2 separate regions of the Pan troglodytes genome follow, and region 1 is linked to region 2. A link is a contact called in public HiChIP or PLAC-seq data. All regions are on one chromosome and are shown on one strand. Each heading gives the region's core, a stretch centred on a gene start, on an enhancer-like site or on the middle of the called end of the contact. The rest is flanking DNA. Distances are from core to core; before and after follow the strand shown.

Region 1 (5,262 bases), core at 1,368-3,867, 390 kb after region 2:
AACCCCTCCCAACATGATAAGGATGCGGAGTTGCGCCAGGGAGGACAGGGCCATACTGCACTCAGCTTTACATGCAGCTGGTAGTCCAGGTGATACAGACACACACGTTTCCAGGCTTCACCATGGCCACCTGTCTAGATCTCAGAATCCAGAGGCCCAAAGCCAAAGACAAAAGCTCATATCAAAATGTGTGCAAGGTTTCAGGGGAGCCCCGCAGCCTGACCTCATAGTTTTAACTTATACACAAATCAAGCAAGTATTAAAAATATCACGGAAGCAACAGTTTTATGACTTTAAAACATCTAGCAAAGAAAGCATAAATCTGTCTGACCAATTGATGCAGGCAAAATGTCTAAATTAAATTCTGAAGATACTTCTTTTTTTTTTTTTTTTTCCGAGACAGAGTCTTGCTGTCTCCCAAGCTGGAGGGCAGTGGCGCGATCTCGGCTCACTGCAACCTCTGCCTCCCAGGTTCAAAAGATTGTCCTGCCTCGGCCTCCTGAGTAGCTGGGATTACAGGCGCCCACCACTGCGCCCGGCTAACTTTTGTATTTTTAGTAGAGACAGGGTTTCACCATGTTTAGTAGAGATGATGAAACCCCGTCTAACTTTTGTATTTTTAGTAGAGACGGCGTTTTAACATATTTAGTAGAGACGGTGAAATTCCATCTCTACTAAAAATACAAAAATTAGCCAGACATGGCAGTGCACACCTGTAATCTCAGCTACTTGGGAGGCTGAGGCATGAGAATCGCTTGAACCCGGGAGGTGGAGGCTGCAGTGAGCCGAGATCACACCACTGCACTCCAGCCTGGGTGACAGAGTGAGGCTCCATCTCAAAAATAAAAAAATAAAAAAATAATTACATGGAGGCCAATGACAATTACAGTATCAAACACCCTTTTTCTTGCAATTAAAACCAAATGTTTTTAGCTTTTCCCCTTTCAAGAAAATGAAAATTAAAGCTTTTCCATAATTGCAAGCAAAACAACTCTAATGGCCCTGTTAGAAGAAATCCAGAACTTCATACTATGGCTTAGAATGCACTACACAGTCTGGTGGATGCATATCTTTCTTATCTGCTACTCTCCCCTGGTCTCACCTTACTCATCACACTGGACCTCTTTCTGGTCTACAGGTAAAGCAATTCATTCGTTCTTCAAGACCTTTTTTTGTTTTGTTTTGAGACGGAGTTTCACTCTTGTTGCCCAGGCTGGAGTGCAATGGCATGATCTCAACTCACTATGACCTCCATCTCCCAGGTTCAAGCGATTCTCCTGCCTCAGCCTCCCTAGTAGCTGGGATTACAGGCGTGCGCCACCATGCCCAGCTAATTTTTTGTATTTTTAGTAGAGACGGGGTTTCACTATGTTGGCCAGGCTGGTCTCGAACTCCTGACCTTAGGCGATCCACCCGCCTCAGCCTCCCAAAGTGCTGGGATTACAGACGTGAGCCACTGGGCCCGGCTTCTTCAAGACCTTTAAAAGAAATAGCAATAAAGTGCACGATTCCTTAGGCCAGGGGAGGTGGTTTTCACTTGTTATCCCAGAATTTTGGGAGGGTAAGGCGGGGGGCTTGCTTGAGGCCAGGAGTTCGAGACCAGCCCAGGCAACATGGTGAAGCCCTTCTCTACTAAAATACAAAAATTAGCTGGGCGTGGTGGTGTGTGCCTGTAGTCCCAGCTACTTGGGAGGCTGAGGCACGAGAATCGCTTGAACTCTGGAAGCCGAAGTTGCAGTAAGCCAAGATCGCACAGCTGCACTCCAGCTTGGGTGAAAGAGCAAGGCCCTACCTAAAAAATAAAAAAAATAAAATAAACAGATAAACAACTATTTCTTAATATATGCCATTATTATTATATATTCTTAATATATGCCATTATTATTCCTTATCTGAAATTGAATTTACTGAGATCCTGTAATTTTATTTGTTAAACGTAGTAACTAAATAGAGTCTTCCTGTTTACTAACTAAAAATAAACACTGGGTGGCTCTTGCCTGTTTGTACTTGAGAGGGTTAGGCGGGAGGATCGCACGAGCCCTGGAGTTCGAGGGGGCAGTGAGCTATGATCAGGCCACTGCACTCCAGCTTGGGCGTCAAAGTGACAACCTGTCTCTAATAAAAAATAACAAACAGCCTTCCACAGTTTGTCAGTACTATTTCTTTCTGCCAATTAATAGTTGTGTGACCCTGAGCAGGTAATATCTCGGGACTCTGCATCTGTAAAGCGATGGATAAAGAGACCTACCTCATAAGAACTATGAGGCTTAAATAAGATAGTGTGTGTAGCGTTTCTCGCATAGTCTGCGCTCACTAAACGGAGTTATTGTATATCGTTCGTTGTTAACTACCACAAAGGCTCTGCTCAGAGGTGCGTAGGCGCTGGCTCAGCCTGGGGTGAACCCACCACGCCACCGAAACGAGCGATCAGTGTCGGCAAAGCTGTGGAGATGAAATGGGCAACACCTTCCACACTGCGAGTAAAGCTCGCAATCCGGGTGGAGGCCTCCACGTCCTAGCGCAGTCCAGCCCCGGGCGCAGGGAGGAGAGCTCGTCAGCCAAGATTCCAAGACAGGTGTCCACCTCCTCCAACGAAGCGGAACACGTGACACCACCCTATCCACTTCCGGCTTGGAGGGCATGCCCTCCCGTCACCAGCATGCACTTTCGACAAAACCATGGAATCTAGTATTTTCCTCTGACACCTTTATATTTTCTTCACTTCCCTATAATTCTGACCTATCTTGTGGGTAAAAATTAATCTTCAGAGTATTACAGACATGCGTGCCCACGCGCTAGGCGAAAGTGCGTGTCGGAAGCACTTCATTCCCTCTCTTCGCTAGCCGGAAGTCGCGAGATCTGAATGAGTCAAAGCCGGCGGCCTCGGCTCCTCAGCTCCACCTGACAGTAGGCCGCTGATCGGCCGCGGGTCTTGTCGACCGCTAGGCCACCAGGTTCATGTGGAGGCTCCCAGGCGCCCGCGCCGCGCTTCGGGTGATCCGGACGGCGGTGGAGAAGCTGAGCCGGGCTGAAGCGGAGAGCCAGACAGCGGCGGGAGCGATGGAGCGCGCTGTAGTGCGCTGTGTACCTTCGGAACCCAAGCTGAGCCTGTCATTCGCTTTGGCTGATGGTAGCCACAAGAACATGCAGCGCGACCAGAGCGAGCCGCTGGGTCGAGTCCTCAGCCGCATCGCTACCAATGCCCTAAAGGGTCACGCTAAGGCGGCCGCCGCCAAGAAGAGTAGGAAGAGCCGGCCGAATGCTAGCGGCGGTGCGGCCTGTTCAGGGCCGGGGCCTGAGCCGGCTGTGGCCTGCGAGCCCGTGGTGAAGCTGTACTACCGGGAAGAGGCAGTGGCTGAGGACGTGCTCAACGTGGATGCCTGGCAAGACGGCGCGGTGCTGCAGATCGGCGATGTTAAGTACAAGGTGGAGCGCAACCCGCCCGCCTTCACCGAACTGCAGTTGCCGCGCTACATCATGGCCGGGTTCCCTGTGTGCCCCAAACTCAGCCTCGAATTTGGGGATCCCGCCAGCTCCCTTTTCCGCTGGTATAAGGAAGCCAAGCCCGGAGCGGCGGAGCCCGAGGTCGGTGTCCCCTCGTCATTGTCTCCCTCCTCACCTTCTTCTTCTTGGACTGAGACTGATGTGGAGGAGCGTGTCTACACCCCGTCCAATGCCGACATCGGGCTAAGGCTCAAGCTTCATTGCACCCCAGGCGATGGGCAGCGCTTTGGGCACAGCCGGGTGTTGGAAAGTGTGTGTGTGGTAGAGGCTGGGCCTGGCACCTGCACTTTTGACCACCGGCATCTCTACACGAAGAAGGTGACTGAGGACGCTCTCATCCGCACTGTCTCTTACAACATCCTGGCAGACACGTACGCGCAGACTGAGTTCTCGCGAACGGTTCTGTACCCATACTGTGCCCCCTACGCCCTGGAGCTCGACTACCGCCAGAACCTTATCCAGAAGGAACTCACCGGCTACAACGCCGATGTCATCTGTTTGCAGGAGGTTGACCGCGCGGTGTTTTCTGACAGCTTGGTACCCGCCCTAGAGGCCTTCGGGCTCGAGGGGGTGTTTCGAATCAAGCAGCACGAAGGCCTGGCCACTTTCTACCGAAAGTCTAAGTTCAGCCTTCTTAGCCAGCATGACATTTCATTCTACGAAGCCCTCGAGTCTGACCCACTTCACAAAGAACTGCTGGAGAAACTAGTTTTGTACCCATCAGCGCAGGAGAAGGTGCTCCAGAGATCTTCTGTTCTTCAGGTAAAGTAGTTCCGCCCGTCTCTTCACATACTGTCCCACTTTTAGGGGCCAGGAAGGCGAGGAATGAGGTGGGGGTTAAAAGTGCGATGAAAGTATCCAGATATTGTTGAAAGGTGTGTTTGCCCTTGTATCTTCAGCACAAAGTTTACTCTTCATTCATTCAGCAGATATTTTTTGAACACCTCTGGTGTGCCTGCCACACTGCAGGTTGCCTTGAACAAGACTAGCAGGGACTTTTACAGTGCTTACAATCTAGCGAGAGGGACACACGCTAAATGCAAGAACAATAGTAGCTAATGTTTTTTACTACTTGCCAAGCACTGTTCTGGCACATTTTAAAGTACTTAAAATTTAAGAGCGTGGTGTGTTTTGAAGTGCTCCATAAATATAAACTAGTTTTTTTTAAATCATAGGCTCATTGAATCTTCACAGTAAGTCCCCTATTCCCATTTTATAGATGTCATTCTTGTGTTAAAGTTTTTAAGTAATTGATTTTGTTCATAATTAGAAGAGCAGCTACCATTTTTTAAGTACCTAAGGTGTTTCATGCACCTTATAAGATCATTTAATTGACTCCACACAACAGCCCATGAGGTGGATGGTATTGTCAGTGACTGCCAGTACGAAACTGTCTAGAAAAGCATCTTTTTGCAGGTCACATTGCTATAAATGGTGAAATGAGTATTCAAACCCAGGTCTGCCTGACTCCAAAGCCTGTGCTTACACTTGAAAACACTTTCTCCAGTCAAAGTGTTGTCATGTAAAATGTATTGTTTATATTACTAGCTTTATATATTGGACTATTATTATTATTATTATTATTATTTTGAGACGGAGTCTCTGTCACCTAGGCTGGAGTACGGTGGCGCGATCTCGGCTCACTGCAACTTCCGCCTCCCGGGTTCAAGCGATTCTCCTGCCTCAGCCTCCCTAGTAGCTGGGACTAGAGGCGCGTGCCACCACGCCCGGCTAATTTTTTTAGTAGAGATGGGGTTT
Region 2 (5,673 bases), core at 1,305-3,804:
GCATTCAGGAGGGCTTCCCTGAGGAGGTACCATCTGAACTGAGTCTTAAGCTAGGCAAGGAATTCTCAAGGGAGGAAAAGGCATCCTGGGAGGAGGGAAAAGCATGTCTTGGAAGCACAGAGGGCATCCATCCGGAGTTAGGAGCAGGATGAGAGGGGTAGGGGGTGAGGCTGGAAAGGGTGGGAATGCAAAGCATGTGGGGAAACTGGGTCCATGAAATCCACCAAGCAGCAAATCCAGGAGACAAGGAACCATGTATCAGCCTGGATGAGCCTGGAATCTGGAACATGGCCCAGAGGCCCCTACGATCGTCCAGGAGGGGAATGAGGATGACCCAAGGAAAGGATTGGTGGGGCCAAGGCAGGAGCAGCTGAGAAAAGTCACCCCCAACTAGGGGCTGTGGTGGAGAAAACGTCAGCATGAGTGTGAGGTGACTGGGACAGAGCCACCATTTTATGAGGGTGCAGGTTTGGGAGAGGAGAACACACTCGCACAGGTAGAAGAAAATCACCAGCCTGGCTCCGTCAGGGCACTACCATACCCCACAGCATGGAAACTTCACGAGTTTTGTACAGTGGCATAAGAAGCCACCTTGGCAACTGCAGCAAAACAGTGAATCGGACTGATTTACCTACGCCATCACATGAACACTCAAAACGCCTGTGATATTGTAGTCATTCAAAAGCCAACAGGAGTCTAAATCCAAAATTCTAGTAGGATCCTTAAGTCAACACGAGATTCTCCTTGAGGAAACTTGCTAGCTACTAAAATTTTTTTAAACAATAAAACAAGAGCAGTAATGTTTTACTGAAATGGAACACAGTAAGAAAATGTGATGTTTTACTCAACTAGGAAGGAATGACAGAGCCTAATGGGGCGGGGGGGGGGTGGCGGGGGCGGGGGGGGTGGCGGGGGGGGTGGCGGGGGCGGGGGGGGGTGGCGGGGGCGGGGGGGGGTGGCGGGGGCGGAGGCAGAGCAGGGGTCATAGCTGTCTCCATAGCTTAGCTACTGAGTCTGAAGACATCCCAGCTGTCTGGCTCACACCTGGTTTTCTGCACCACATTTCTTGGGACTGTGGGGCAAGTGAGCTTGGAGGCACCAGCCTGCGTGCCTAAGGGAGTGTTATGTCCTAGGTTTTGGCTGTGCTGAGGCTGTTTAGAGCCACTCAGAAGAGGCTGAGTCAACGTTCGCCTAAGCAAACCACTCCATACCTATCCCTCAGCCCAGCAATACTAAGGAAATTCTCATTTCATCCCATTTTTCATATGAAGAAATTGAGGCTCATGGCTCCCCAGGAGCAGAGCCAAGGTCATGTCCCTGCTGCCTGAGTGCAAAGCCTGCGTTTTCTCCACAAGCTTAAGGCCGTGAGTGCCCTGACGCCGGGCCCACCCGGGCCTCGGTGGGAGACTCGGGGCAGACGGACATCATCTCCGGGTTCTGGGGCCGCCCAAGGCCAGAAGCTCAGGTAGGGAGCAGGGAAGCTGAGAGGGGAATGGCAATCACCCGCGCCCATCGCCCAGACAGTGTCAAAGGAGCGCTCGGTTCCACGAAGACGGCTCAACGCACACAGCGAAAGTCTGGGCACCTCTCCAGTCTCGTCTCAGGCACCTCACCCAGATGACACCCACGCGGCCCTTTGGCGGAAAAATAACCGCAACTCGAAGCAGGGAAGGAGGATATCAGCCGCGAGACCTTCACAAGACGAAGGGCTGAACCGGGAGGCGAAGTTTCTCAGGAGGTCCCGGAGTCAGAGGAGGGGTAGGAGTGGGGTGACGGCCCCAGGCGAGGAGGAACAAAGCTACTAGGAGAGCGGGGCGCATCCCTCCCCGGTGCTCCAAGTCCCCTCCCCGGCCGCCCGGGCCTTAGCAGGGTTGTGGACTGAAAGTCCGGGAGAATACCCCCTTCCCTCTCCAAAGCGCAACCCGGTCCGGGTGGCTCGGGGGATCCCAGCCCGGGACACGCAGCCCTGGGACGAAGGAGGTCCCGGGCTAAGAACAAAGGGTGGGGCGCCCGGCCCAGCCCCGCCGCCCCTCACGCCCGCCCTCTGAATGGGACCCCGGCCGGCGGCCGCACCTCATTAGCAACACAAAGCCGGGGTCGGGCAGCCGCTTTCATCTCGGCCAGGGCCGGAGGACACGCGCCCGGGGAGGGAAACCAGGAGGATGCGCGGGAGGAGTGAGACCCAGGCCGGCCGCGGACCCCGCGAAGAGCAGACAGGTTGGCGCGGGCTCGCCTCCCCGCGAGCACCTGTGCGCGCTGCGTCCCCCGCGAGTTGGCGACTGCAAGAAACCCGCCGCCCTCGCCTTACCCTCCAGCCACAGGTGTCGGCGCCCCGCGCGCGGCCGGACCCGCCAGCGGCCACAGCCAGCTGCGAGCCGTTGAGGCAGGCGTTGACCGTAAAGAAGACGGAGCAGAGCTGCAGCCACGGGGCCATGGCCGTGCGCTCGCCTAGCCAGGCCGTTCTCTGCGCCCCGGCCGCCCGCCGCTGGCCAGCCCCGAGTGGGCGGTGGCCGCGGCGGCAGCGAAGGGGACCGCACTGGGCATGCGTTGCCAGCCCGGGCCCCGCCCCCACCCTCAGTCCTCGTGTGCTGGCCCCGCCCCCACATCCTGGCCCTCCAGTTGTGGCCCTGCCCCCGTAGACCACGCCCCTCTGGTCACGCCCCCCAAGCCCCCGCTGAGACTCTGGCAGCCGCAGTTTTTTCCCCTCACTTAGTAGATCTTTTTTTAATCCAAAGGATTTGTCCAAGTGATGCTCACTCCATGCAAAACCTGAGGAAAACACAAAGAATGTAATAATAATAATTTTAATAATAATTTAATAAACACCTGCTATGTGCCAGACCCCTTTCTGTATACGCCCAACCACACAGGGAAGTGTATTATTGTAATCCCAGTTTTAGGCGCAGAAAAGTTAGGGGAACGTGACAGAGAAATCCTGGCTCCACATTTACTAGTAGGACTTTGGACAAAAGGCTTGCTGTCTCCACAGTACTTCCTCACCACAACCCCCCGTCCCCCTCACCCTCCTGGAAGCTAGAATAAGTATCCTAGTCTGGGGAGAGTTCTGTTGGTTGAAACATAACAAGTGCTCCATAAAGGCTACAATCTATCATTAACTGACTCTCATAAGGTCACACAGCTGTTACCTGCCAGACCTGAGATCCAATCCAGACCTGACTAAAAACAATACTTTCAGCTACTACACTTGCCAAACATAACCTCATGAAGTGGATATTATTTCTGTTCGGAAGAGGAAACTGAGGCTCAGAGAAGTGGAGTAGCCCAAGCTATCCAGAGTTTCACCGCACTCCTCCCAGCGCTTTGCCTTGTATCTGAGCACCTAAACTCTCCCACTTTGTCCCTCTCCACTACCCCCTTCCTCAAGAACACCACCTCCTCTTCCTAAGGGGTTTTTCTACTTCTGACTTTGTCCCCGTGTCCGATACATTTCTCCAGCCTGGATCCAAAGTTATCTTCCAAAAACACAAATCAGACTACTGACTTATCCCAATTAAAACTCTAGGCTGAGTGCAGTGGCCAATCCTAGAGGATCGCTTGAGTTCAGGAGTTAGAGGCAACAGTGAGCTATGATCCTGCCAACCGCACTGAAGCCTGAGTGACACAGTAAGACCCTGTCTCTAAAAACAAACAAACAAACAAACCTACCACCACCACCAACAACAACAACAAAAAAAACAGTAAAATTATGTGTTCTGTGTTTGGAGGAGGATTAATAAAAATAAAATCAATAAATAAAACTGTTCTATGGTGGCTCTTATGCAAAGGCCATTTAGAATAAAATCCATACTGGCTTTCTCTTCCACTCTGTCTTTACCACCTGGCTCCTGCTGCACAGAACTCCCCCCAGCCCCAGCCTTATCTTGGTCTTTTTGCCTCAGGAAACCTTGGAAATTGTCACCTCCGTCCATTCAACAGGGCAGCCTCCTCTATATGACTCTCCTTCCAGGGCCCAGAATCCCCTCCCTCTCCTTGTCTGGCCTGGCCTAAGCTCAGCCACTGCTAACACAGGATTCCTGCACTTTCTCTTGTGGCTTGTGTCTCCACCACCCTGCCCACACGTCCTTGGAGGGCTTAAGTGGAGGAAGAGAACTCTTCTTGGTAATGCTAGCAGAAGTCTTGGGGATTTGCTTGGAAGTAGCTACATCTAGAACCAAGGAGTAGAGCCAGCCTCACCTGAACTTCAGGGGCTGGAAGTGTGAAACAGTGGTTGCCCAGAGGAACACTGACATTATTGCCAGGGAGAGGGAGAATGGGTGCTGGGTTCCCCAAACAACAGCATCCACCTCAAGACCCAGATGCTGGGCAGAATTTTTTTTTTTTTTACCTCACTGCCTGGAATTCAGGAATTCAGCCAGACCCAGTGCGGTTTACCATACCCTCTTCAGACACCAGAATAGCTAGGATCCACAGAAGGCTGTTCTGGAGTAGCCTTCTGTGAATAGACCTCAGGAAGCACATCACTCCTTTGGAGGAGCTGCTGGTTCAGTGCCTCCCTACCCTCCCTCACATTCTTGGTACTGTCCCTGGGTTGTTCTCAGCCCCCACAGCAGGGATGTCCAGCGTTTGGCCATGAGAGTCAGGGGTGCCAGGGGCTGAGATGAGGCCAGGACCATATGGGTTTTGGTGAAACAGGGAGGAAACAATGAGGCGACCAGCTCCTTAATCTATGTGACATTCCAGCCTATGCATGCTTTATAACTTATTAAACAACCCCATGCTAAGGGACATCTGTTAGAATCAGTGATTCAAAAATACCCTAACACACTTATCTTGACACATTGATTCAATGATTTTTACATTTCTAGAATCAGAAATGTAAATGTGCTGGATTATGCACATTTAAAATTGTCAAACTGTTCATTATGGTATTATCACCATCTTAATTGGCTTCTCTGGTTGCGAATGAGGTAGATCATGTTCCTATGTATTTGTTGGCCATTTGTACTCTTTCTTTTTTTTTTCTTTTTTTTCTTTTTGAGACGAAGTCTCACCCTGTCACCCAGGCTAGAGTGAGTGATGCAATCTTGGCTCACTCAACCTCCGCTTCCCAGGTTCAAGCGATTCTCCTGCCTCAGCCTCCCGAGTAGCTGGGATTACAGGCGCGCAACACTGCACCCAGCTAATTTTTTGTATTTTTAGTAGAGACGTGGTTTCACCATGTTGGTCAGGCTGGTCTCGAACTCCTAACCTCAGGTAATCTGCCTGCCTCAGCCTCACAAAGTGCTAGGATTACAGACGTGAGCCACCACTCCTGGCCCATTTGTCCTCTTTCAGGAATTGGACTCCAGGAAAAGGAGCAGTACTTAGCACTTACAAGAGAAAGAGAACCTCAAGGAGAACATTGGTTAGAGAAAACTGTTTCTCCCTGGGTTTTATTCATGTCACCATATGATTGCATGACAGGGAAGGCAGAGCCCCACTCCTGCTCCCTTTCTGTCTGCACACCCACCCACTATTGAATTCCCTCCCATCCACAGCTCACTGCAGAATCTGGCAACCGACAGCCTCTGAAAACATGCTGCAGGGTTCAGAGAGAGCACAAGCTTTCCTGAAGCCATGTGGAGGGCACAAGAAGGAAAAGCCTTAAGCGTCCAGTCTAAAACATGCCTAGAATGACATCCCTCAGGACCAGGGATGGGGAGGCCCTCCTAT

What was found. HiChIP or PLAC-seq counts read pairs in DNA pulled down with a chosen protein or histone mark.
Region 1: a contact with region 2 is called in an H3K4me3 HiChIP or PLAC-seq map of stem cell-derived excitatory neurons, with 2.1 times the contacts expected there. The contact joins the promoter of DNAH12 here to the promoter of IL17RD in region 2. A contact is called at or near these places in 1 of 7 Hi-C or Micro-C datasets (stem cell-derived neural progenitor cells) and 1 of 1 datasets of contacts at active chromatin or transcription factors (stem cell-derived excitatory neurons).

Annotation. Positions count from the first base shown.
Region 1 is chr2:61,573,437-61,578,698 of NHGRI_mPanTro3-v2.0_pri, forward strand. DNAH12 (dynein axonemal heavy chain 12) reads right to left here and starts at 2,618. Exons shown (of 76, transcript XM_054682010.2): 1 at 2,249-2,618. It overlaps PDE12 (phosphodiesterase 12), which reads left to right and starts at 2,839. Exons shown (of 3, transcript XM_063805900.1): 1 at 2,839-4,266. The coding sequence starts at 2,959.
Region 2 is chr2:61,183,151-61,188,823 of NHGRI_mPanTro3-v2.0_pri, forward strand. IL17RD (interleukin 17 receptor D) reads right to left here and starts at 2,555. Exons shown (of 13, transcript XM_016941355.4): 1 at 2,309-2,555. The coding sequence starts at 2,434. LOC107970661 (a long non-coding RNA gene) reads right to left here. Exons shown (of 3, transcript XR_001713375.3): 3 at 2,700-2,769.